7 separate regions of the Mus musculus genome follow, and all the other regions are linked to region 2. A link is a contact called in public HiCAR-type and promoter capture Hi-C data. All regions are on one chromosome and are shown on one strand. Each heading gives the region's core, a stretch centred on a gene start, on an enhancer-like site or on the middle of the called end of the contact. The rest is flanking DNA. Distances are from core to core; before and after follow the strand shown. Region 1 holds the start of Akt1s1 (AKT1 substrate 1 (proline-rich)). Region 2 holds the start of Cyth2 (cytohesin 2). Region 3 holds the start of Prr12 (proline rich 12). Region 4 holds the start of Ptov1 (prostate tumor over expressed gene 1). Region 5 holds the start of Fuz (fuzzy planar cell polarity protein). Region 6 holds the start of Prmt1 (protein arginine N-methyltransferase 1). Region 7 holds the start of Ap2a1 (adaptor-related protein complex 2, alpha 1 subunit).

What was found. Promoter capture Hi-C pulls out the DNA fragments that hold promoters and counts their contacts. HiCAR-type assays count read pairs that join an accessible place to other places. Capture Hi-C pulls out chosen DNA fragments and counts their contacts.
Region 1: a promoter capture Hi-C map of liver shows a contact between it and region 2, with 3 times the contacts expected there. The contact joins the promoter of Akt1s1 here to the promoter of Cyth2 in region 2. A contact is called at or near these places in 5 of 39 promoter capture datasets (hematopoietic stem and progenitor cells, liver, neural stem cells and 1 more), 4 of 484 Hi-C or Micro-C datasets (CD4 T cells, CD8 T cells, cortical neurons and 1 more), 10 of 115 datasets of contacts at active chromatin or transcription factors (CD4 single positive thymocytes, astrocytes, bone marrow-derived macrophages and 6 more) and 2 of 9 other capture datasets (adipose tissue and liver).
Region 3: a contact with region 2 is called in a promoter capture Hi-C map of liver, with 2.1 times the contacts expected there. The contact joins the promoter of Prr12 here to the promoter of Cyth2 in region 2. A contact is called at or near these places in 2 of 39 promoter capture datasets (both in liver), 1 of 115 datasets of contacts at active chromatin or transcription factors (embryonic hindbrain) and 2 of 9 other capture datasets (liver and pancreatic islet).
Region 4: a HiCAR-type map of astrocytes shows a contact between it and region 2, with 3 times the contacts expected there. The contact joins the promoter of Ptov1 here to the promoter of Cyth2 in region 2. A contact is called at or near these places in 2 of 39 promoter capture datasets (hematopoietic stem and progenitor cells and liver), 1 of 484 Hi-C or Micro-C datasets (cortical neurons) and 5 of 115 datasets of contacts at active chromatin or transcription factors (astrocytes, double positive thymocytes, embryonic forebrain and 2 more).
Region 5: a contact with region 2 is called in a promoter capture Hi-C map of adipose tissue, with 3 times the contacts expected there. The contact joins the promoter of Fuz here to the promoter of Cyth2 in region 2. A contact is called at or near these places in 3 of 39 promoter capture datasets (hippocampal neurons and liver), 1 of 484 Hi-C or Micro-C datasets (CD4 T cells), 2 of 115 datasets of contacts at active chromatin or transcription factors (astrocytes and thymic regulatory T cells) and 3 of 9 other capture datasets (adipose tissue, liver and macrophages).
Region 6: a contact with region 2 is called in a promoter capture Hi-C map of adipose tissue, with 4 times the contacts expected there. The contact joins the promoter of Prmt1 here to the promoter of Cyth2 in region 2. A contact is called at or near these places in 6 of 39 promoter capture datasets (cranial neural crest, erythroid cells, liver and 2 more), 1 of 484 Hi-C or Micro-C datasets (CD4 T cells), 4 of 115 datasets of contacts at active chromatin or transcription factors (embryonic forebrain, memory CD8 T cells, regulatory T cells and 1 more) and 2 of 9 other capture datasets (adipose tissue and liver).
Region 7: a promoter capture Hi-C map of liver shows a contact between it and region 2, with 3 times the contacts expected there. The contact joins the promoter of Ap2a1 here to the promoter of Cyth2 in region 2. A contact is called at or near these places in 2 of 39 promoter capture datasets (liver and pre-B cells) and 2 of 9 other capture datasets (adipose tissue and liver).

The regions. Positions count from the first base shown.
Region 1 is chr7:44,847,461-44,850,799 of GRCm38.p6, reverse strand. It overlaps Akt1s1 (AKT1 substrate 1 (proline-rich)), which reads right to left and starts at 1,576. Exons shown (of 5, transcript NM_026270.4): 1 at 1,452-1,576. It overlaps Tbc1d17 (TBC1 domain family, member 17), which reads left to right and starts at 1,721. Exons shown (of 17, transcript NM_001042655.1): 1 at 1,721-1,951; 2 at 2,266-2,364; 3 at 2,459-2,530. The coding sequence starts at 1,931. Mir707 (microRNA 707) reads right to left here and starts at 1,101; the gene lies at 1,029-1,101.
Region 2 is chr7:45,812,205-45,815,643 of GRCm38.p6, reverse strand. Cyth2 (cytohesin 2) reads left to right here and starts at 1,328. Exons shown (of 13, transcript NM_011181.3): 1 at 1,328-1,546; 2 at 2,488-2,635; 3 at 2,731-2,797; 4 at 3,346-3,439. The coding sequence starts at 1,528.
Region 3 is chr7:45,051,410-45,054,808 of GRCm38.p6, reverse strand. Prr12 (proline rich 12) reads left to right here and starts at 1,475. Exons shown (of 14, transcript NM_175022.3): 1 at 1,475-2,013. The coding sequence starts at 1,928. It overlaps Prrg2 (proline-rich Gla (G-carboxyglutamic acid) polypeptide 2), which reads left to right. Exons shown (of 7, transcript NM_022999.1): 6 at 162-290; 7 at 612-1,205. The coding sequence ends at 630.
Region 4 is chr7:44,867,744-44,871,330 of GRCm38.p6, reverse strand. Ptov1 (prostate tumor over expressed gene 1) reads left to right here and starts at 1,663. Exons shown (of 12, transcript NM_133949.2): 1 at 1,663-1,980. The coding sequence starts at 1,810.
Region 5 is chr7:44,894,446-44,897,967 of GRCm38.p6, reverse strand. Fuz (fuzzy planar cell polarity protein) reads right to left here and starts at 1,889. Exons shown (of 11, transcript NM_027376.3): 1 at 1,606-1,889; 2 at 1,300-1,421; 3 at 969-1,053; 4 at 639-707; 5 at 344-448. The coding sequence starts at 1,716.
Region 6 is chr7:44,984,406-44,987,802 of GRCm38.p6, reverse strand. Prmt1 (protein arginine N-methyltransferase 1) reads left to right here and starts at 1,383. Exons shown (of 10, transcript NM_001252476.1): 1 at 1,383-1,520. The coding sequence starts at 1,485. It overlaps Gm15545 (predicted gene 15545), which reads right to left and starts at 903. Exons shown (of 2, transcript NR_045266.1): 1 at 433-903.
Region 7 is chr7:44,928,131-44,931,309 of GRCm38.p6, reverse strand. It overlaps Ap2a1 (adaptor-related protein complex 2, alpha 1 subunit), which reads left to right and starts at 1,820. Exons shown (of 24, transcript NM_007458.2): 1 at 1,820-2,030. The coding sequence starts at 1,964. It also overlaps a transcript of Tsks not described here.

The DNA.
Region 1 (3,339 bases), core at 327-2,826, 970 kb after region 2:
GAGGCTGGAAGTTTAGGATTATGGCTAAGGGCAAGAAAGTGACTGATCCAAGATGACACAGCTTCGGTCCTCACTTTCGTGAGGGCAAAGAGTGGCAAGTCTCAGCCTCTTTGCACGAGATCTCGGGGGCAGCCACAGCAGCAGTGTCACCGAGTGAATGACTTGTGAAGGCGGCTGGAATGAGGGCAACTTACTCCAACCTCCTAGGCCTATGGCCTCCTATGAGGCAAGACTCTGGGGCAAACCAGGAAGGGGGAGCTGTCCAGCGGGAAGGTGCAGGCCTCCCAGGACAGTTGTGAAGAGAGATAGAAAAGAAAACGGCCGCAGCACGGGACACGGTGCGGGACGTCCAAGAAGGATCCTACCACCGAAGTGAGGCCGCCGACCAGGGCTACACCACGCCCGCAGCCCAGAGAGGCCCCTGCTCTAGGAACACAACAGGAAATCCCGCCCCCGGTGGGGATCGGGACCGGAAGTCCCGCCCGGGGCGCCCCCTCACCCACCCGCGACCCCCAGCACACACAGCCGTATGGACATGGTTCACCGCCAGCGTGAGGGTTCCAGCCCGTCGGCACCCCCGCAGTGAAGCTCGTCTACACTTCGTCGCGAGTCAGACACATGGGGTTGAGCGTGAGCTCTTTCAGCAGTCGGCCAGGAGTCGCAGGACGATCACTGCCCCCCTGACCTATGCAGTCCATACCCTTCCCACGGGGGCTCGCCCTCCCACTGCCCCTCAACCTCAGGAAGGCCAGACCCTCCCCAAACCCCAGCTCACAACGCCGCCTCCACTCACGTGCCCGTAGCCAGCATGGCCGGCCAGGCGCCGTCGCCGCCCTCAAAAGGCATGGCGGCTTCTTGCGTCATTTCCGTGTGGCTGCCCCTCCTCCATTGTGTACACTCCCCCTCCCTTATCCTGCATGCCTCAAATCAAAATAGCAACTAGAAGCTCCGTCGGCAAGCCGTGGGCAAGAGCGACAGCAAGGGTGCCCACGGATGGAAAATACGGCAAAAGACTTTTGCTACTGTTTCGAATTGCCCGCAACAACTATGACCGCATGCCCATGCTCACACAAGCGTAGGCAAGCGGCATGACTGCATGCCCATGCTCACACGCAAGCGGCATGACGTCCCTCGTTCGTATTCAACGTCTGCTCCCGTCCCGACGTGGCAGTTAGTATGGCTTCATATGCCTATAAAGCATATGGACACTTCCTTCCGTCCACACTAGACCCCCTCCTCTAGGCCCTCGCTCGTTCCCTTTAACACAAAGCTGGCAAAGATTCAATATGGCAGCGTTTCTTGCTTCGGTTTGCCCAGTTTCAAGATGGTGGTGCAGTCCTCTTTCCACGGTGACTCAGAAATTTGGGGCAGCTTCGTTTCCAGGAGCACTGACGGCTTCACCCTTTATCCCGAGCCCCTCAGCGCCTCTGGTGCCATACCGCTTCTCTCACCTTTTCCTCTCTCCGTTTCGCTTTTCCAGCACCCCGCCGTCGTGCCCCGCAAAGAGATGGTAGTGCCCCGCATTAACATGGCTTCCACCAAGCCGCTCTGGTTTGTCCTCGAGAAAAACGGCACAGTATTGGCTTCGATGCCAGTATAAAATATGGAGAGGGCCAAGGAGGCGTTCCCGAGCGATCACGAGTTGGGCTGCGAGCATGGGTCCTCCTACTTGTTTACTTCGTGGCGAGAGTGGCGCAGTGCGCCTGCGCCGTCCCGCTGACCCTTGCCAACTTTGCGTTCTACACCTCGTGACCTATGTCTTCGAGTTTCTACTACCCTGTTCAAACAGATGGTCTCACCCACTGCAGCCTTAACAACCTCGGGGACGCTACCACTATCTAGCCTGGAAGGGAGCGTTATTTTTCCGGATATGACACCAAGTTGACCCGGAAAAGGAGGAGATAGGGGCAGTGGAACCTCCGCGGCGGCAATGGAAGGATCCAGCTACAGGGTAAGACTTTGGAAATCATTCCCTCGCTCATCTACAGGAGACGCCCCCCACTGATGGTCCGCTTCCACCTTCTGCTGTGCAGGGATTAGGCCGAGTCAACTTAGCAAGCACCAGCTTCTAGTTACGATGCTGTTGTCACTCTCCGCAGTCCTTAGGGAGAGCCTCCCTTAGCCCCGCCCCCTGGAAAACGCACGCCCATCTGGGGTGCGAGGCGGGACTGTAGACTCGCCACGCCCCATCTCCGCTTGTCAGTCAGGGGCTCTAGACCCCGCCCCTGGGGAAAACGCCTCCCTTAGACCCTTGGCTTTCACTAGGTGGTGTTTGAAAAGGGAGGCGTGTACCTGCACACCAGCGCCCGGAAACACCAGGATCCAGACTCGCTCATCGCCGGCGTCATACGAGTGGTGGAAAAGGTGGGCCGGGATGGAGGTGACATGTGTGGGAACTTCGAATTGAGGGATGAGGGGCATTCGGGTGACTCTACTAAGTCCTCCCCATGTCCCTCAGGACAGCGACGTCTTTCTGCACTGGGCTCCGGTGGAGGAGGCTGGAGACCCAACCCAGATTCTCTTCAAGAAGGTAGGCGACTCGCTCCTCTTCCCCACTCTAGTGGAAGGCAGGGAGTACTCGGGAACCTGTGAGCCTGTTTGCTTTCTGAAATGACCTAATGCCATATCCTTTTGGCTCCTTAGGGGACCCTGCTGGGTTCAGACTTCTCAAGGGGTGTGGCCTAGTTTTGGTCTGAGGCAGCTTTCTTTCCTCTCTGTTTGCTTTACGTTTATTTATTACATTTATTTATTGTGTGTGTGCATTCACATGCCACGGTGTGGGTGTGTGGAGGTCAGAGGATAACCTGTGGTAGCAGGTTCTCTCCTTCCACCGAGTGGGCTCCAGGGTTGAACCCAGGTTGCCGGTTTTGGCAGCAAGTCCAGAACCCTCTCACTAAGCGCAAAGATTTAGATTGTGTGGGGTGTGGAGGGGGTGTGAATGTGTGAGCATGTGTGTGCACTACCTGTGAGTGCATGCAGAAGACAGCACTGCAGACACATGCTGGAGCTTTGGATGGTATGTGGGGACTGGGATCTGAACTCTGGTCTCTGGGACTGTACAGTAAGCCTTGCTAACTACTACACTATCTTTCTGGCCATAGATGACTTATTTGCTTATTTGTGTGTGTTCTACTCGGAGGGGTCATTCATTTCTCCTTGTGGGTTCTCTGGACTGAACTTAGGCCATCTGTCTTACCCATTGAGCCTATGTCTGGCCCTGCTCAACAGTATCCCCTGTCTGTCCATCATCAGTGCCCCCTGTAGACTCACAGCTAGTTACAATGACAATGGCTACCACTTGAAGCTCTTTATTCAGTTACAGTGAAAAGTCAGAAGGAC
Region 2 (3,439 bases), core at 79-2,578:
AAGGATGCTAAGTTGGTTGGGCTGAACAGGCAGGGACATGGGATTCTAATGAAAAGAGAGAACTGGGTAGAACTGGTGTACCCAGGGTCTCCAGAAGAGAAGGCATGGGTCACGCCAGTCGTAAAGGTCACAGAGGGGATTAGGAGGCTCCGTGACTAATCCAGAGGCTTACCCAAGTCCTGGCCCAGAATCCGCCCCCACCTGAGCAGCTCAGGGACACAAATGAGGACAAGACCTGGAAGCCCCATCATGGGCCTGGGATTTACAAGTGTGCCGGAGTTCCCCATCACACAGGCCCCTCACTGCTTTCCCTGTAAAGAGGAGAATAATGTGTGGAGGAATGAGTTTAAGAAGAGCAGTGAGCCGAGCAGTGGTAGCGCACGCCTTTTAATCCCAGCATTTAGGAGGCAGAAGTAGGAGGACTTCTGAGTTCGAGGGCAGCCTGGTCTACAGGGTGAATTCCAGGACAGAGAAACCCTGTCTCGAAAAGAAAAAAAAAAGGGGGGGGGGCAGGAGTGTGGGAACTGAAAAGGTTGGGTGGAAGGAGGACTTTAAGCACAGGGTCTTGGAGAGTTGACAGAGTGCCAGGCAGAAGATTCTGAGGAAAAAGGGGTGTCTTGGGAGAATGCCTGGGGAAGGCAGGATTTTAGGAAGAGGAAGCTAAGAGGGAGAGTTTAGGAGGAAGAGTCACCGCGCATTCACGGTACCCAATACCATAACATTTGGAAGAAAGAATGCTTTTATTTACCATCCTTTGATTCTGAGGAGATTTGAGGTATGTAGGAAAGTCTCATGTAGAGGTATGAAAAGGGTTCAGAGATAGCGACCTGCAGAGAATTACCCTGAGAAAGGAGGCAAAAAGACCGACCTGTGTGGCTCGCAGTTGCTTGGCAACCACTGCGGTCAAAAGCTAGCGTGGAGGGCCAGGAGGTGTGGCTCGAGCTGCAACCCAAGGTTGAGACCCCGCCCTTGACAACAAAACTAACAAAGCACCGCCCCCTAACAACGAATGCCTGTTGGGGGGGGGTGGAGGGTTAAGTACCGCTAGTCTGGCTTGTGCGCAGGCGCAATCTCCCCTCTCCATGAAGCCACACCTCCTGGTCACTTCTTTATCAATTTTCTTATTGGAGGATAAAGCTGCCAAGGATTTTCCTTTGTTTCGGGGGCGGGACCGAGCACACTACCCACAGTCCGATTGGTCAGGCTAGCAGTCTATCGCCAGCTGTACGTGCCTGCATCTCCTTCTTGTGTGCCTATTGGTCCTGGAAATGATCCTGTGGGGCTAGGGGGCGGAGCATTCTGGGAGACCCGCAGCAGATTGGGTGGTGTCAAAGCAAGGGGCGGGCCCCACCGGCCGGGCGGTTGGGCCGTGAAGGGAGAGTCTTTTCGGCGCTGAGGACGGGCGCTGAGGAGGCGGCGGTGGCTCCTGGGGCGTTTGAGCGGGCTCACTCGAGCCCGCGGGCCGACGCGGACGCAGGCCCAGCCGGCGGAACCGCCCCGGACTCCCCGCGGGCCTTCCTAGCCGCCATGGAGGACGGTGTCTACGGTAGGCCGGGCGAGGCGGGCGGGCGGGCGGAGCGGCTCCCGAGCCCCGCCGCGGACAGCAGGGCAGTGGCGAGGCTTCTTTCAGCGCGCGGGACGGGCTTCCGGCGCGGTCGAGAGCCGGGGGTCCCGGGCCATTGTTTGGGCCGAGCCCGCTTCCGGCGACGGCGGGCGGGGCGGGGCGCGCAGCGGGGCGGGGCGTACACCCGCGGGAGCGGCGGCCTGGCTTTCTTCCTGCGGACCTAGGCTTAACGCCGTCCTTTCCGACCCTGACCCAGGGTCCTGCTGCCGTAGCTTGTTTCTACTGTGTACCCCAGATCCAGGCCACGTTGTCCGCTATGGCGGAACCAGAACCTCGTTTCTTTTCCAAGAAATGCACCCAAGATTCAGGACCCCCAACTTTCCCATCATGATGGAGCCAGAATCTGGCCCCCTTACGAGAAATGCACCCCAGGTTCATGCTAGGATCCCTACAGTGGTGGATCCAGAAGCCAGAGTCCTGGTGTCTTTCCAAGATTTGCATCCGAGATCTAGGACCCCAAAGCCCTTTTGATGATGAAGCCATGAGTCCAAGGCCCTGTGTCCTTCCAAGTAATGTTTCCAATATCCAAGCATCCTGTTCTACTGTGTTGGGACCAAGGAGCCAGGGCTTCCAAATAAAGCATCTAAAATTCAGACTCAGGAGTTTCTAATTGTGGTGATGGGTCCAGAATCCCAGGGACTGGTTGCCTTTCAAGTAATTGGCCCAGAAATTCATCCTCAGACCTATGAGCTGGGATTCCTAGGCACTTCTGACACAAACTCAGGACTCAGTTTTACTCCCTCTCCTCAGACTTCTGGTACCCATTCCTCTTCTGGACAGGAATCCAGGCCCCCAGCCCAAATCCTTTCTCAGGATGCAGGAGTCCTGACCCCCAGAACTAATTTCTTGACCCTGGTCCCCAGAGCCCCCAGACTTGACTCCAGAGGAGCGCATGGAGTTGGAGAACATCCGGCGGCGCAAGCAGGAGCTGCTGGTGGAGATCCAGCGCCTGCGAGAAGAGCTAAGTGAAGCTATGAGCGAGGTGGAGGGTCTGGAGGCCAATGAGGGCAGGTGAGGCCTGTGGGCACTCATGGGACATGGGGCTTAGCCAGGGCCCTGGATGCTCAAGCATCGGCCCTTGGCTGCTCCCCACCCTGCTTTTGCAGTAAGACCTTGCAGCGGAACCGGAAGATGGCAATGGGCAGGAAGAAATTCAACATGGACCCCAAAAAGGTTAGCGGGGAAGATGACTCTGGCATGGTTTTCATATCCCTGGTTCTAGAAGTGTTAAGACAATAGGTAGCCTTTAGACAGCAGACTCTGGATCTCTACACATCTGTTCCATGATTATCTGTGTAGTGAGGGCCTGGCCCTGTGCTTTGCAATGCTGTGAATCCTAAGACCCTGTCATAGCCTAGGCATCCCCTAGATAGAAGTGCTAACAGTTCAGGGTGAGATAGGGCAGTAAGAGAGGGGTTTTCCCGACACAGGAAGAGCCAGGAAGGGATTCCATGTTCATGGCTTGATGGACAGGTGTCTGGTACCTGCTTCATTTCTTTATTGTAGTGTGTAGAGTATCCAGTTATCCTTCAAACCTACTCCTTGCAGACCCGGTTGGACATGCTGGAATTAGCCTTAGAGGCTGAGGGCCTGGGTTAGGGATGGTGCCTGCAGAGCTCTGTGTAGGTGATTATGCTGTTAGGGTGAGGGGGCTTGGATGCTGAGGTCCGTGGGGAGCAGGAACCTCTGCCCTGGGCACACATCTGGCCCCCTTCCTCTAGGGGATCCAATTCTTGGTGGAGCATGAACTTCTGCAGAACACGCCTGAGGAAATTGCCCGCTTCCTGTACAAGGGCGAGGGGCTGAACAAGACAG
Region 3 (3,399 bases), core at 226-2,725, 760 kb after region 2:
GCTCCTCCAGGACTGGAGTTACAGATGGTTGTGAGCAGCCATGTGGGTGCTGGAATTGGAACCTGGGTCCTCAGCAAGTTCAGCAAGTGTTTTAACCGCTGACCCCCTTGTCTCCAACTATAATGTAGGTTTTATACTAACCACACTTTTTCTGTTTCCAGGACCGGGCTCATCATCCCCTTGAGTCCTCAGACGCCTCAATCTCCACCCTTGCCCCCAGGCCTTCCCACCTATGAGCAGGCTTTAGCAGCCTCCGGGGTGCACGACGCACCTCCGCCCCCTTACTCCAGGTATGAGGCGGGGCTTCTGCCTGGGTGGTGCCAGAGGGAGGGGGGGGGAGAGGCAACGCGTGGGAGGGGCGTGTCCCCAAGGGCAGGGCTTGGTGCTTAGGAAAACCTACATAGGGCGGAGCTTGCAGGGGAGGGCGGACCCTACGCAATTGTCTATAGGGGCGTGGATCAGCCTTGCAAGAGTGCAGCTTTTGAGGAAGGTGGGGCTTGTGCCTACAGGATTGAGGATTGGCTGAGGCACCAAGGGCGGGTCGGTGTAGGCTCGGTGGAGGGGGCGGCTGGGATGTTTGACTCTGCACTCCCAACCCCCATCCCCGATAGCCTCAGAAGGCCTCACTGAAGACCTGCTTGCAGCGCGGGCTCCCTGAACTGTGCCCCTGATTCATAGCGGATTCCGGAAGTCGCCAGCTTCTTCGACGACTGGGCTTCAGTGTGTCCGTGGGGGAGTCAGGGTCGTCGGACCCGAGGTCTACCATGACACACGTGTTTCCGCCGGGCACGCATACACGCACGTCCCTGACCATCCTGTTGCCGAGTTGGTGCCCCCGGCCCTCCAGTGACCCCCCCCCACACTTCGTCTGAGCAGTGGCCCTGCCTCAGAATGGGCAGACCTTTTAGGAAACTCGGATCAGACGTGACTCGGCTGTCACTCCACTGGTGCCGCGGGGCACGTACGCGCAGGGAACCAGGCCCTTGCACACGCCTGACTTCGTGTATTTCCCCAGTCGGGCACATGGGCGGTTTGTAATCCAGTATAAAGGTGGGGGGCGCATTTGCAATGTGCTGTAAGCGGGGTGTCACGCTTGTGTTGCACCCGGGTAAATGGAGTTGATCTGAGCTGCCCTCTGCTTAAAAACCCTTTGGGAAAGGAAGGGGGGATGGAAGAAATAAAAAATTGAAACAATGAGAAAAAAATAAAAATGCAAAAGAACTGAGCCCCCTTTCTGGGCGCATTTGCGCGCGGTGGAACTGAATCTCTGTGTACAGGCGCTGTGCCCTACACCCCCAGGCTCCGCTGGTGCGCTCGCGCTCACTCGCTTACCCCCCCCCCCCGCCTCCCAGGCTCCGCTAGTGCTCGCTCGCGCTCTCTCTCTCTCTTTTTTTTTTTTTTTTACATTTGCACGGGATTGTGGGAGGAAGCGGAGCGCAGCCAGACACCCCGCCGCCCGCCCCCCTTCCCCTCCCCCCTCCCCCTGCCGCCTTGTGCAAAGATGGCTGCACCGTGAGCGCAGAGGAGGAGGAGGTGGCGGCGGCGGAGGCGAAAGAGCGAGCACCCAGCGCCCGCACCCACTCCGGGGCCGTCCGGGACGCCCCCTCCGGAGCGCGCGTCCCCTTCTCTCTTGCAAGCGCCGGGGCAAAGGCGGAGACAGCGGGGTCCCTCCTCCCCCCTTTCCCTCCTCCAGGGGGAACCCCCCCTCCTTGGCTCAGCGGCTGCACCCCTCCTTTGCCCGCCCCTCCGTCCCTGCCCCCTCCCTCCCCCGCCCGGGGCCTTCCCGGGCCTTCGGTGGCCGCAAAGAAAAAAAAAGAGAAAGGGAGGAAAAAAAGCAGCGGAGGGAGCGGCGGCGGAGGAGAGCGCGCGCGCTCCCCCTCCTTTCCCCCTCCCTCCCCCTCCCCCCAATTTCCACCGCGGCCAATTCATGGACAGGAACTACCCCAGCGCCGGCTTCGGGGACCCGCTCGGCGCCGGGGCGGGATGGAGTTACGAGAGGTCAGCGAAAGCTAGGTAAGGAGCTGAGGGGGACCTAGAGAAATGGGCCAAGAGGTGGGGGGATTCCTGCCTGGCCTGGGCCTGGGGCCCGCTCGGCAACGCGTGCATCGCCAACTCCCCCTCCGATTTTTGCAAGGGAGCGGCCTTCTTTGGGTTTGTAACAACGCCGCCGCCCCAGTTTGCAAATTGCAAACTCCGCCAAAGCCAGCTCCTGCTTGCAAAAGAGAGAAACGAAGCAGGCAAGGCGCAAAAACAAATTCGAACCGGGAAGGCCTTGGGAAGATGGGAAGGGTTGGCGAAGCAAGGCCTGGACTTGCCCCCCATCTTTGGATTCCCGGCGTGCTGACCCCTCCCCCCGGGCGCCCCTGGCTCTGCAACTGCAAAGGTGGGAGGAAAAGAGAATCAGCTCGCAGACCTGGGGGGCTGCACCCCCTCCCAGGTCCTATTGTTCCGGGGCTGCAGGAGGCCGGGCCACTCGGTCCCTCCCCCCTCCAAGAAATTCCCCGCGCAGAGTGGGCAAGGGGCCCCGCCCCCTTCTTAAACTAGAATTCTGTGTGTTTGGGGGGGTCCTGAGATTAGGGACACGCCCCCTTCTGCTCCCCACCTTGCTCAAAGCTGTGAATCCTGGTTGATGGCGCGCTGTTTGCCCTCTGGTGCAAGGCCACGGATTTGGGCCCTTTCTGGAACAGAGTCGTGTCTCTTCCCCGTTTGTGTTTGTGTGTGTGAGCGTGGGCCCTGTGCACGCGTGGCTAGCCGCGTGTTCACCCGTGAACCTGCCTCTTGTAGTTTAATCTGTGTCCTCACTCTTCACCTGCCCTTCACCCTCCTCCCCCTCCACACTTAGCTTTCCCCAGCGTGTATAAATTTTTAGAGTGGGACTTCACACTCGGGACCTTTTCTTTTGCACGGGTGAATTGAACTCCTGTTTGTACACGCATCTGGCTTCACTTAGGCCGGTGCATTTGAACCTCAGCCCCTAGGGATGCAACGAATTCGTGTCAGGACTTGTACCTGGGACTTTCCCTGTGTCCTGTCCCCTCCCCACCTTCTCCCCTTGCCATTTGGGACACAAGCTACCTCCTGCTCCTGGCCTGGCTGGATTCCTTTCCTAATTCAGGGTCCGTGTCGTTTCAGCGGGTCTTGGGTTGTCCGTGCGTCCTTGCAGTGTTGGACCTTTCGTTCTGTTGTGGCATGGGAGGACTTCAAGGGAGGACCACACCTTTCACGTTGACTATTTGCTTCCCCTGACTTTCTCCGTCCCCAGTGTGTCCTCGCATGCCCGTGTTTGCAAACGTGGGACTCTTAAGTGCTCCAGAATGACATTTTTTAACCCCCTCCCCCGCCATGGGATGACTGGATTCCCTAGTGTTATCTCTGGGTTCTTTGGAGTAACACCTCCAT
Region 4 (3,587 bases), core at 414-2,913, 940 kb after region 2:
GCTTCAAAATCAGTTGTTGCCACTGCTGCCATCAACTTCATTTGCAGCCAACCTGCTCCACTAGTGGGCTTTGGGCTCTGCCTGGATTCCTTACTGTTGTTGCTATGGAGACTTTTATGTAGACCAGGCTGGCTTCAATCTCATGAAGTTGGTGTGACCCTTTTCCCTTACCTTTTTTTTTTTTTTTTTTTTTGGTTGGTTGGTTTTTCGAGACAGGGTTTCTCTGTGTAGCCCTGGCTGTCCTGGAACTCACTCTGTAGACCAGGCTGGCTTCAAACTCAGAAATCCGCCTGTCTCTGCCTCCCGAGTGCTGGGATTAAAGGCGTGTGCCATCACGCCCGGCTTCCCGTACCTTTTAATTAATGCCTAGTGTCACTACTCAATCTCTATTATTATTGTTTATTAATTATGAGACAAGGCTGTCGTATTAAGTCAGTTGCCCAATCAGGTTTTGAGCTCACTTTGAAGTGCAAGCAGACTCTGAATTATGTGCACATGTGACACAGGACTTGTGTGGGGCTCAGGGAGCACTTTGTAAGGGTCTCTTTGCTCCTCCCACCATAGGGTTTAGGGAAATTGAACCCAGGTTGTCAGGCTTGGTGGCAGACAAGGACCAGGTGACCTCTCTTGCTGCTCACCTTCCAGTTTAGCTTTTTAAATCAATTATAAAACACGAGATTTTTAAAAAGCCAGCCTACTGCCAGGACATTTGCTCCAGGTGACAGGCATCATAGCTTGGGTGTGCTGTCAGGGGCCTGATATAATTTGGTTAAAGTAGTGTATGAATCAGCAAGGAAGAACAAAGTATAGTCCAAATAGGTTTTCTAGTTTAAAAGAAGGCAGGAGGGAACTTCTCGCATGCAAGAGGCTATAAATTCAAACCTCAGCACCCTATATATAGTTTAACAGCCACGTGTAGTAGTGCACACCCAATTAAAGGTGAAGACAGAAGGCTTAGGAGTTCGAGGTCAGCCTGGGTGCATAAGCTAACACTGCGTAAACACAACGCCACTTACATCGAGCGCAGATAATCTAAGGCTGGATAGTATCACAGGTTAAAAACAAACGGAAGCAAGAAATGCCACTGCACAGTCCTTTCAGATCAAGAACGTGATCTGGGTAAGGCAACTGCTAGAAGGCCCAAGCAACAGTGGGCAGACCCTGGACAAATGGGCCAGCAGCTATGCTGGTCACGCCCAGGCTGCGAGAGACCCGCTGGAAGTTGTAGTCTTTTAGCCACCTTGCCACGTCACCGCCTCCAAGAGGCAAGAACGCCTGGTTCCTACATCTACCCCTCAGTCTGGTGGTAGGTTCCGTCGCGCCACCCATTATCCTGTCTACCGCCTTCTGTCCCTCCAGCAGTGAGGACTTGGTATTGTCTCACCAGCTCGAACTCTTGTAGCACAGTTTCTCTCTTGTCATTTCCAAGTCTGAAACCCTCCCTCCCTGACCTTCTTGGTTTGCTCCAGCCACACCCCCTTACAGTCCTCCATCCCTGTTTGTCAGCGCTGGCTCCCCAGCTCCATAGTCTGTTGGTTAGCGCCGGCTCCTCCTCTCCCCGGCGTTGGTCCCGGCTCTCCCTCTTCTTCCACGTTGGTAGGCGCCAGCCCACCCCCCCCGCATCTCCCCCCAGCTTCGCGTTGGTTGGCGCCGGGCTCCCCTGTTCGCTGCAGTGGTTCGGCCGCGGCGACCCCTCAGCGGCGCGTCCCCCGCCGCGGTCCCGCTCCGCTTCTCCCCGAAGCCGCGCGCCCGCGCCTGTCGGTCGGCGGACCCGCAGCCCCCCGTGAGGCCCACGGCCTCCCACCCGCCATGGTCCGCCCGCGCCGTGCCCCGCACCGCTCCGGCGCCGGGGGCCCCCTCGGAGGTCGTGGCCGGCCACCGCGGCCCCTGGTCGTCCGCGCCGTGCGCTCACGTTCCTGGCCTGGCGGTCCTCGAGGCCCGCAGCCACCGCGGATCCGGGCTCGTTCGGCCCCTCCCATGGTGAGTCCCACGGCCTGTTTCCAGAGCCTTCCACGCACGCCCCGCCCCGCCACCCCTCCCCTGGCGGGCGCCTTTGTCCGCAGCGCCCACGGGCCTCCCGCGGGAGGGCGCACCCAGGGGTCCGGGATCAGTCCTTGATCGGCTCTGGGCGCTCCCCTTTGTTGCGCGGCGGGCTGGGCGGGGGGCGGGGTACGGAGGCGGGGCGGGTTCGAATTACTGCTGACTGCGCGGCCGGCTGCACACGCGCGCGGGGGGCGCCTGGGGTGCACGCTTGTTTTTCCAATTGCAAAGTTGGTCCTCGGCCTCCGGGTCTGGAAATGCGCGAAGCGGCCGGTGGAGGAGCCCGGCGCTTACACGCGCGCCCAGCTGTTGCTCGCGGGGGCGTTGTCCCCCGGGGCCAGATGGCGATTGTGGACAGTCCCTCTATTTGCATACCCGCCCGCCCCGCAGCTAGCCCAGACCTTAAGCCTTAAGATAAAGCTTAAGGTAAATATTCAGCTCTGTAAGTTCGTGGGGTTGTCACCTTTTTGTCCACTCAGTAAACGTGCGCGCACTTTCTAGAAACATTGAGATTTTCTTGGGGCAACAAAATTGCCCCCATTGTGATGGTGGACTCGTGGCCACACCTGCGCATGCTTGGCCAGCGGTAAGCTATTCCCTGGCGTGGTACTGACCACTTCAGACTTCTGACGACGTTGTTCTCCGAGGAGCTGAGGCGGGTCTGTCGCCTGGATCACCTGAGGAACGCAGACACACCCCTCGCTGTAGTACAGCCTAGGCTTGAAGTTTTCTCTTGGTGTTGGGAGCCCTTCCTGGGGTCCTCATATGTGTCCCTTTTCTACAAATGTGACTTGGCTCTGGCCATGCAGTGCGCAAACAGCAAATCAGGCATGCGTAAACACGAACTTGGCGCTTAGTGGGCTTCATGTTCCTAGTTTGTTTCCCTGCTGTTGTGGGCATACAGGTGTTTTTGGGTGCAGGCAAACACACAAGCCTCTTAATGGTTATCCCTCACCCCGCACTTGAATAGTTTTGGATTTTGTTTAGGTTCCTAAGTGTGTTTGCCTGATTTTCACCGACTGTGTGGTGGTGTACATGCTGACACTTGTAGTGTCTCACTGCACACCCAGCCCAGGCAGCCAGTGTGCGGATTTGCTGTAATCCTGAGGGCTTGGGTCTGCAGAACCATCAGGAAGGCCCCTCAGCAGTGAAGACCTAGGCTCTTCTGCTACTTAAGTCACCGGGAGAACTTTCTGGTTTGTCATCACACCGGGTATAAAGGACTCACGAGCTTTAGCAGAGAGCAGAGATGCGTTGGTGACAATCAGAAGGGTCTCTGGCCTGGAGTGTGTCTAGTCTGGTTAGAGACTGGCCCAGGAGACCGACTGGTCTTTTGGAAATGTTTTGGCCGGAAAAAGAGTTTAGTTTGCACCCTGGGGTGGAGGAGGGGACACGTGGCCATGTTTGGCACCACTGTTCAGCATGCATTCAGGTAAACGTTTTGGTTCAGGTAGACTCTAGCTTCCTTAGGATTCCCCCCTCCCCCGCCCCCCAATTGTCCTCCAGGGTGTTCTATTTACTTGGTTTCTGGTTGCTGCCACATTGCG
Region 5 (3,522 bases), core at 640-3,139, 920 kb after region 2:
CACTCAGAGGCAAAGGCTGGTGGGTGTTTGTGAGTTGTAAGTTGGAGGTCGGCCGGACTGGCCTACAGAGAGAGTCCCAAGACAGCCTGGGAGCCCTGTCTTAGAATGGGGTGAGGCGGATTTGCCTAGACAGGGTTCCCTGCAAGGCAGGAAGGCAGGGTGCTTGTGAGGCCGAAGCTGCAGGACAGGAGGCAAGCAGTCAGTGTACCCTGGTGAGAAGGTTCCAGGTAAAACTTGATTCCAGGATGATAAGAGGGAGTTAGGACAATGTCCAGAGAAAGAAAACAAAGGAAGGCTGAGCAGAACCGTGGGGACACAGTTATTTCTATAGCTGCCCCAATACCTGCATGGCAGACCCCTCTGGAGGAATGACACAGTCCACACACTGGGTCAGGTCTCCGATGAGTTCTGAGTTCCCCAGGAAGCTGTCGATGAGACAGTAGCTGGCCTGGTAGAGGAAAAGAGGCATCTAGGACCCACGTAGGCCAGATCAGCCCAGAAAAACCTGAGGCCAGCTCCAGGATTAAACAAGCTCTTCAAGAACCCATGGGCTTTCCCTATGCATAGTGGGAATTGTAGTTCCAGACAAATGGGCACGACTTAGGGATCCTAACGTCACTCACATCCCACAGCCTCACCCTCAATTCTTTCTTCAGTCTTTCTACATTCCGGATATTGGTCAGCTCCTCAAGTCCCACAATGAGAACCTAGAAGAATCACATAGGACAGCGGGGTCCTTAATAGGATCTAGTCAGAGAGGACAGTATTTGAATGGGTGTTGAGAGGAAGGCCAGGTCTGGATCCCTGTGTATGAAGGTGGAGGTCGGGCTCCTGGACTCCTAGGTATGAGGGAAGAGGGCTGAGGTCTGGATGTCTGGGTGTGAGAAAAAAATGCAGGTCTGGACTAAGGAGAAGAGGCTGGGGGTGCAGCTCTCTTGAGTTTTGGAGAAAAAAGGGCCCAGTCTCACCATGGCCCCAAACACCATGTGGAGCATTCTTTCCAGCCTCAGCTCAGAGGTGCCCTCCTCAGATGACAGAACAATGAGAGTGATACTGTGGGGAGGAAAGAAGAGAAGCAAGAATGAAGTAGAGGTCAGGCCTGGGAAACGGAGCCAAGCGCTTCAGCGTCTCTGGGCTATTCCTATGCTGCTGGCTACATTCTGCTGGGAACGCAGGGATCAGAGAGGGTGAGTAGCTTATCAAAGATTCCCACAGCCAAGTCACCACTGGCAGGACTCTGGGGTCACCTAAGCCAGGAACCACTGCCCAGATCTTGTTCCCTTGCTCCCGCCAAGGGACCTGTCATGGAAGTTCTTCCACACTACGGTTGTGTCTTCCGTTCTTGCAGAGTTCAGTTGCACATCCAGATTCTGGCCGAACATGTGGACTCCATTGAGAGAGCCGATGACAGAGAAAGGAAGCTGAAGAGTGGGGAAGCATTGAGACCTCACTGTCCCACTTTGCCGTCTCCCCACATCCCCCCAAAGTTCTTCAGGAAACCAGGCTTATTAGTCCCCTAAAGGCTCCGAGCCTCTACTCCCTGCACGGTATGCCATCCCAGCTTCCCAAACCCCTTATTTAGACGAAGGAGTCGAATGCCCCCACCTGTTGACGGGAGGGGGCGCCGCCGCTGCTACTCCGACAAAACAGGGGAACCCCGCTAGAGGCTGCGAGGCACAGCAGATGCACCGGGCTTCCCGGCCCCTCATCCCCCATCTGGAAGCCCGCACCCGACAAGTCACCCCCCTGGAGACTCTCGGTGTGGATCTAGGAGCATGCGGGTAGTGAAAGCAAGTCGGCCTGCCGTTTGGAGCCGCCAGAGGGCGAGAAGCCGGATGGCTAAATTCCTGCCTTCATCAACTCAGCCCCTCCAACAGGATTCTTTTTCCGCCCCGGCCGGAAGTCATCATGACCCTAACAAAGATGGCGACAAGTATTGCTTGCCAAGCGTTCAAGTTGTTCCTGGACAGCTTCACATCTTTTGTATAACGAGAATGAAGAATCTAGTTTGAAGATGGTGATGGTGCTAAGGTGTTGCCTACAAACCTTCATGTGTGCTGTAATTACGTGCTAATTTTTTTTTTTTAAACAACTGGTTGAGGATGGGGACAGTGCTAAGGCACTGCCTGGCAACTGCAGCGTGGCCTTTCATTCCATAGTGGGAAATACCCTGCCCCAGTCAAAGATGGCCGTATGCTCAGGCGTTGCCTAGCAACTACCATTCACAATAATTTCTGTTTCAAAACTCCGAACCGCTGTGCCACCGTCTCCCTCTCATTTTTTCAGAATGGTTTGATCCAGGCAGTGTTGCCTAGTAACCACCAAATGAGATGGTTGTTTTTGTTATTAGTGAAAGGCAGAAGAGAACCTTTTCCAAAATCATGAAAACCACGTAATTTCTGTAACGAATTAATGCCAATGATGGTGTATCGTGTCGAAAGGTAAAACACGGAAAACTTTGTTCCATGCAACAATAGAAGTTAGCACCGAGGTAGCAAGACAGATTTTCACAGATATGATCACTGTACTATCACTTCCAAAGCTTTCTTCCAAAGGATGGCTAGGAGCCAGGGAGATGGCTCAGCACATCCCAGGGCTTGCCATGAAGACCTGAGAAGCTTGTAACCCCTGGAATCTTCATGGTAGAATAGAGAGCTCACTCCACAAAGCTGGCCTCTGTACACATGCCATGGCACACGCACTGTAAGAATCAAAATTTATTTTCTAGTTTAAAATAGTATGGCTATTAAAATAGTATGGCTACAGCTTCGTGTCTTTATTTTCTACTTTCTGGGTGAGTTGCAGCCTTTAGGCCTGGTTGGCCTGGAACTCAGGGTAGCTGTTTGGCCTGGAATGGCGAATGCCAGCCACTCTCTTTTTCTTTGCTTTCCTTTCTTTCTCTTTTGCTTGTTGTTGTTTAGTGTATTTTTGAGGTGTGGTCTCATGTAGCCCATGCAGACCTGGGACTTGCCATGTGTCCTTGAAATTCCGATTCCTTTTTCAACATCTCAGTCTCCTTTCTTTCTTCCTTTCTTTTTTCTTTCTTTCTTCCTTTCTTTTTTTTTTCTAGATTTATTTATTTATTTTATATATACGAGTACACTGTAGCTGTACAGATGGTTGTGAGCCATCATGTGGTTGCTGGGATTTGAACTCAGGACCTTTGGGAGACCAGTCAATGCTCTTAACAGCTGAGTCATCTCTCCAGTCCAGTCCAGCCCCCATCTCAGCCCTTCTAATGTCTTTTTATACTCTGTTTGTTTGTTTGTTTGTTTGGTTTTTGAGACAGGGTTTCTCTGTGTAGCCCTGTCTGTCCTGGAACTCACTCTGTAGACCAGGCTGGCCTCAAACTCAGAAATCCACCTGCCTCTGCCTCAAAGGCGTGCACCACCACTGCCCGGCTATACTCAATTTTGATAAGTGCAAGGAATTGAACAATTTTTTCCACCGACAAATATTAGATTTCTCCTTCTGTATTTTAAATGATACAATAAAACAAAATAATTTTTTGAGACAAAATCG
Region 6 (3,397 bases), core at 134-2,633, 830 kb after region 2:
GAAGGCAGAAGCAGGCGGATCTATGAGTAAGAGGACAGCCAAGGATACACAGAGAAACACTATCGAGGAAAAACGGGAAAAAAAGGGGGACCATATTGGCTGGGCAAGATTTTCATAGGCCTTAAATCTCAGCACTTGGGAGACAAAAACAGGTTGATCTCCACGGCGAGTTCCAGGCCCAAGGCACAGTGAGAATCAGTCAAACAAAAGATCTACCAGATTGTAAGTGTTGGTCTGCAGCAGAGGGTAAAGGTGCTTGCCGCTAAGCCTGACGACTTGTGTTCAATTCCCTACACTCACATCGTGGGAGAAAGGACTCCTGTTCATTGCTTTGTGACCTCCATACGTGCAAGGCACACACGAATGCATGCTCACACTATACAAAGTAAGTGTTAGGCGTTGGAAGGAAACAGGTCAGATGTGCTCGCGTACCTTATGCGGAAGCTCCCACTGGAGGGCTCATACGGGAGTTTAAAGGATCTTATGTTTGGACCATAGACTGGTGGGACTGAAGGCAAAGGGAAGGTTCACGAATCCAGCAACTGACATCCATCCTCAGGGAAGGAGTAACTTTCTGCAGATTCAGGGAAATTTCCTGGAAGAGGTGGCGTCCGAATTGCCGGTGATTGACGTGTAGGAGTTGGTCAGACAAAGGACGCTGGGTGTTTCCCGCAGAGGACCTGGAGGCCACGAGGAGGCCACAGGTGTTCAGAACTTGGCGCCTTCCAGCACAGGGGTGGGAAGCTCACAGCGAATCATGGCTGGTTTCGGAATCACAGACTAGAATGCGCCCTCATCCACGTCTCAGGAATTGGGGTTTTCCCTATAACTTAACGCGCCCACGCTCCCCAGTTCCTCCAGAAAACATCCAAGACCGGGGTAGGGGGTATGGGGGAGAGGAATCCACAGAATGGTGATGATTGACATTCCTAAGAGCCAGTTGCTGCTGCCCAAAGCTCTGCCTGCTTCCTTATGGGCCAATGGCCCCTCTTCTTCTAGGCCTGTCGCTTAAACAGGGTGGCGTTAGAGCCGCGAACGTCACCTTTGGCTCAGCCAATATCAACGAGGGAGGAGGGGATTAGCTTAATGATAGACAAGTCAGTTTCTAGACGTCCGCTTAGCGCGGAGCCCGCCGGGAAGCTCCAGGGCGGAGCTGGCCAGAAAGGGGCGGGAAGATCTGGTGAATTTTACCCAATCGTCACACGTGCTGGGTGAGACAGACAGGCAGTTGTTCTCTTCCTAGCGGACAGGAGGGGGCGGGCCTTTAAACGCTAGGGGGGCGGGCACTTTATGTTTGATAGGCGTGTCTGTCATCCAATTGAAATATGAAGCTCTCAGATGGACGGCTTTACAGACCAATGAGAACTTATGGCGGGGTATCGGGGGCTGGGCTGAGGACCCTCTGGTAAAAGGCGGTCCCCGGTCGAGCCGGGGGGAGAAAAGAGAGAGGGGGGGGTCTCGGAGGCCGGAGGACTCGGGTGAAGATGGCGGCAGCCGAGGCCGCGAACTGCATCATGGAGGTGAGTAGCTGGGCTCTTTAGGCCCGGGGGCGGCGCGAGACGGGTGGCCCACGGCCTGAACTGTGGGGACGGGGCCTTTTGATGTGCCTGGCTTCGCGTTGGTCCGCATCGGGGGATGTGTTCGATCGTGACGGGAGAGATCTCGGCTTTCGGTGCTTTGGGACCCGCAGCCGAGCCGAGGACTGTCGCACGTGGTCGCGGGCCGGGGGCGCTTCCAGCCGGGCCGCACGTGGTCTCGCAGAGTAGCGTGGGGAGGGGGGTGTGCCGCCTCGAGGGGCCCCGTGGGCTCCACGTGCAGGACAAAGGCCCCGCCCCCAGCCCGATGACCTGGGCTGCACTCAAGGGGTCCAGGGGTTGCCACCCGCTCTCCCTGGCTCGGCTGTGGATGTCCATGCAGCCCGGGCTCTTTGCACCCGCGTGGGGCCTGAGAACATCAGTCCCCAGCCTCCCTTTCCCCAACTCTGTGTTAGCCTTGTGCAGCGGGGGGGGGGGGGGGGGGGGATGGGCATAGCCCTGTGACCTCTCTTTAAGGAGATGGTGGGGAATCTCATCCGAGGAGATCCGGATCCGTCGCCGGGCACCCCCTCGTGGTCACTATGGGCGTGTGAGAGGGGCGTCTTTTTTCATGGGGCGTGGCCCAAGCCCACCCCTTCATGGGAGGGCCCTCGGGTGGATGGATAGTCAGAGGTCAGTGGTGGGGGATAAAGGAGTTCGGATGGCCATGGGCCTTAACCTCCACAGAGCTCCATTTTTACCAACTTGAATGTGGCAAGGGACCCCTTTTTGAACATTTCCGCCTTTTTGCCTAATTTCCCCCCAAAACAGAATGAAATTCTAGCATCTGCCTTGCTTACCTGCTTATCGTTGATTGTTCGATCCTAAGCTGTATTCCTCAGTCTACTTTTTACTTAGTTTAATTAAACAAATGTGCCTGAGCCTGGCGGTGGTGGCGCACGCCTTTGATCCCAGCACTTGGGAGGCAGAGGCAGGCAGATTTCTGAGTTGAAGGACAGCCTGGTCTACAGAGTGAGTTCCAGGACAGCCAGGGCTACACAGAGAAACCCTGCCTCAAAAAAAAAAATGTGCTTGGCCTTGAACTCACCCTGTAGCTGAGTATGGCCTTGAACTTGCCATTTTCTTTTGACTTCTGAGTAGCTCATCATCAGGCTTGTAAGGCAGGTCCTAGACATGGGTTTCAAGCTCTCTTCAGTCATTTGTCAACCTTCTGGTGTCCGTCTGTACTATTGAAAAAGTGGGGCCCACGTGGGAATCTCACCTCCCAGGCTGTGGGGAGCTGAGAGCTTGGTTAGGTTGTGACGTTTCTCTGGAAGCCTTGGGTGGCAGTCATTGATGGTATTTAATTTGATGGGGCCCATACCTCTTCAAGTTCTCTGGAGGGGAAGGTCAGTTGCTGGGAAATCTGCCATAAATAGGGATCAGTTAGCCTACAGGGTCACTATGGTGACCCTGGGCCCTGGGACTTGTGGACAGAGAAAAGAAAAGGCTGTTCCAGTGTGGGAACCCAGGTGAGGTGGGGAATGGGCTGGACCCAGTTTTCCAAGGCATATATGATACCTCCTCAGAAAGGCAGGGAAACCAAAGAGGTCAGGTTGCCTCTGTGTGTTGGTGTGGGTGTGAGTTGGTGGTATGCCTGCTGCTTTGGTGGTGTGCTACGTCTCTCTAATGGAATCCTCTTAGGACAGGCGACAGCACCCTTCCCTTCCTACCCCTCCCTCCAGTTTATTCATGGCACTTCAGCCTGGCATGTGTGTCAGGAAATGTCACCTAATCTCTTGGGGGGGGATTAGGTAGTGAAGGGGAGCAACAGCTGGGCAGTGCCCATGTGCCCTGGCAAGTATTGGGTCTTGTGGCCTAGA
Region 7 (3,179 bases), core at 571-3,070, 880 kb after region 2:
TCCCATCTGTGTGTGAGGGGCCTGGAATTAAAGGCTTTTCTTTTCACCCAGAGCTCAATAACTCCTCTTGTCCTTACCAGGCTACAGGAGCAGAGAAGCAGCGAATAGGAAGATAGGCTAATTGGAGACAGACTTTGTATATATTCTTGCTACATTTTATGTCTCCTCTTCACATCCCTCCTAGGACGATTAGTCCAAACATCTCTTGCAAGCTGTATCCTTAAGTATTTTATGAAGTCTCTAATACTTAGAAACTCTTTAGGAAATAGACATCTGATTTTGTGACTTTTTTTTTTTTCCAGTGCTGAGGATTGAACTCAGCATTTGGATGTAATAGTCAAGTACTCGTCCACTGAAACAGGACTCAGTCCCTCACTGGGGGATTCAAGGCAGGAGGTTTATATCTGAGCCACACCCCAGCCCCTCACTGGGGAGTTCTAGGCAGAGGCTCTACCTCTGAGCCACACATACACCCATTCTCTCACTGGGGGATTAAACGTTACATCCTTAACCTTTTCTGTTTTTGAGACAGGGACTCTCCATGTAGTCCTGGCTATCCTGGAGCTGTTTACATAGATCAGGCTGGCCTCAAACTCACAGAACACTACCTTCTATTCACAAGGACTCAGTGCTGCCTCTTCCTAGGTCCCAGGACATAACTACCTTCTAGACCCATTCTGGGGGTGTCAAATTAGAAAAGCCTGTCAGGGGTGCCGTTTTGTTCATGGGGATAATAGACATGGACTCTCCCAAGTCCCTTTGCCCCAAATTTCTCAATAACCCCGGGCATTGGTGTTCTGGGGGCTTTGACTTCCCTGCAACTAGTGAACCATAGAACCTAGGGAGTCGGAAGCAAAACAAACTGACCCAGTCCTCAGCTGTGGCTTTAACTGGCTTTTCCTTGAGTGGTTCTCCAGAACTGATGGAGGAAGCAATTTTGATCTTATGACCATTATAGGCAGATTGTCTTCGGTACTGGGGTTTAGGGAGGAAAAAAGAGTAACCTATATTGAAAAATGTTTAAAAACCAAAATAGTAATCCCAGTTTTCCATTTTTGAGCTGTAGTCTTGGGGAAGCCACTCAATCTCTTTGGACCTCAGTGTCTATGGTAACAATCCTTAACCGGCAGTCCCTCCTCTCATGGATAAGAGGTTTGCAGACAAGTCAAATTTCCAGGCGTTGTTTTTAGGGAAGGGAATGCTCCCGAGGCCGGGGCTCGGGAGTGGAGACCGACTGGGAAGAGGGAGGCGCCTGCGTAGTGGACACCTCACGGTCTACCGCCTCGCCCAGCCCCTCTCTGCAGCAGGGAATTGCAGGCATCGCTCCACCTATCGCAGTTCAGCTAACTGACAGGGCTTCTTTCTCCTTCCTTCTCTACGGATCGTCGCCCTTTTGCCCGCCCCCCACAACCGCCCCTTCGAGGGCGGAAGTATGACGCTTCCGGCGAATCGGCAGAGCCTTGCGAAGAGCAATCTCCTCACCCATTGGTCTTCTTTTCCCGAAGTTCCGCCTCCTTCGGCCTCTTACATCCCGCCCTACTGGCGCGGAGCTGGTAGTCCATCCAATTAGCGTTGGTCTCGGCCGTTCAGGGGGCGGTCCCAGAGTGTGTCATCGAACTCCCCCGTCTCTAGGGCAACGCCCCCTGCCTCCCTGCTCCGAACGGAAATAGCCCGGTACTGCACCAATCATCACCTGGTGTCTTTACTATTTAGCCAATCAGAGAGAGAGGAGGGCGGGCGTTCTATTGTGAGCGGCAGGGCTCTCAGCTAACAAGTGGCGTACGTTCCCGGATGACAATCCGTAGGGGCGGGTCTGAGGCGGGGCGTCGGCCTGCAGCCAGCCCGCCGCTAGCCCGCCCTCCCCCGGCCGGCTCCTCGGCGCCGTCTGGGGTCCTTTCCGCCCGGTGCCGCCAGCCAGCCCCGCGCCCGTTCGGCCAGGCTTGGAGCCGAGCCCTCCGCCATCATGCCGGCTGTATCCAAAGGCGATGGCATGCGTGGGCTCGCCGTGTTCATCTCCGACATCCGGAACTGTGAGCTCATGACCGGGGCCCGGGGGTCACGCGGCGACCGGGCGGAGGGAGCAGGGAAGCGCGGGGGTGTCCTCCCGGGAAGGACCAGGATGGCGCGGGCGGACGTGGCGGGAGGAGGTGGAGGGAATAGGGCAACGGGTTAGGTAGGTCATTCAGTGCCATCTCGAGCCTAGATGGAGGAAATCAGGGACGCAGAAGAGATGGGAGGCGGGCAACCACCTAGGGCCAGGGGCCAGAAGTTGGGGAACTGCCCAGGAACCAGAGATGATATAATTGGGGACAGCAGAAAGACCAGATATAATAAAGTGGGAAGACAGCAGAGGGACTCGAGATGATAAAGTGTGTGTGTGTGTGTGGGGGGGGGGGGGGATCAGGGTAACCAGAGATGATGAAGTGGGGAGATACCAGAGGAATCAGAAATAGAAATGGGGTGACAGCAGAAGGATAGAGAAGATAAGGTGGGGGACAGCAGAGGGATCAGTGATGGAAGTGGGGAAACTGCAGAGGAAGCAGAGATGATAGGGTAGGAACAACACCATAGGGCCCCCAGATGATAAGGTGAGGACATAGCAGAGAAACTAGAGATGATAAGGTTGGGGGGACAGCAGAAGGACCAGAGATGAAGAGGTAAGGGACAGAGGACCAGAGGATGATGTATGAAAAGACTCTACATGGAAGATTGTGTAAAAGACATGGAAGGCACCAGGTGTACTTGTGCAGGCCTTTAATCCTACTACCTCTGAGACACAGGTAGGCTGATGATCTCTGTGAGTCCATGACAGCCAGGGTTACACAGAGAGACCCTGTCTGAAACAGCTAACGTCCCCCTAATCCCCCACCCCCAAACAAGGACAGCATTGAAGAGGCTACATGTAAAAAATAAGGGACTATAGTATAAAGTCTTGGGGAACCTAAGATACCAGCAGGCTCTGGGAAGGTATCACAGAGTGAGTGTTTATGATGGAAGCAAGGTATCTTAATGCTCTGTGAGAAGAGCTCTATCAAGCTGGGGGAGGGGAAGTTTGTACCCTGAGGAAGGGAACAAGGCAGGCCTGGATCCAAGCCTTTTTTGGCTTATTACAGCAATATGAGGACCATAGTCCCTTCTAGGAAGGGTTGTAACAATGGCCTGGCCTGGCTGCTGGTCAG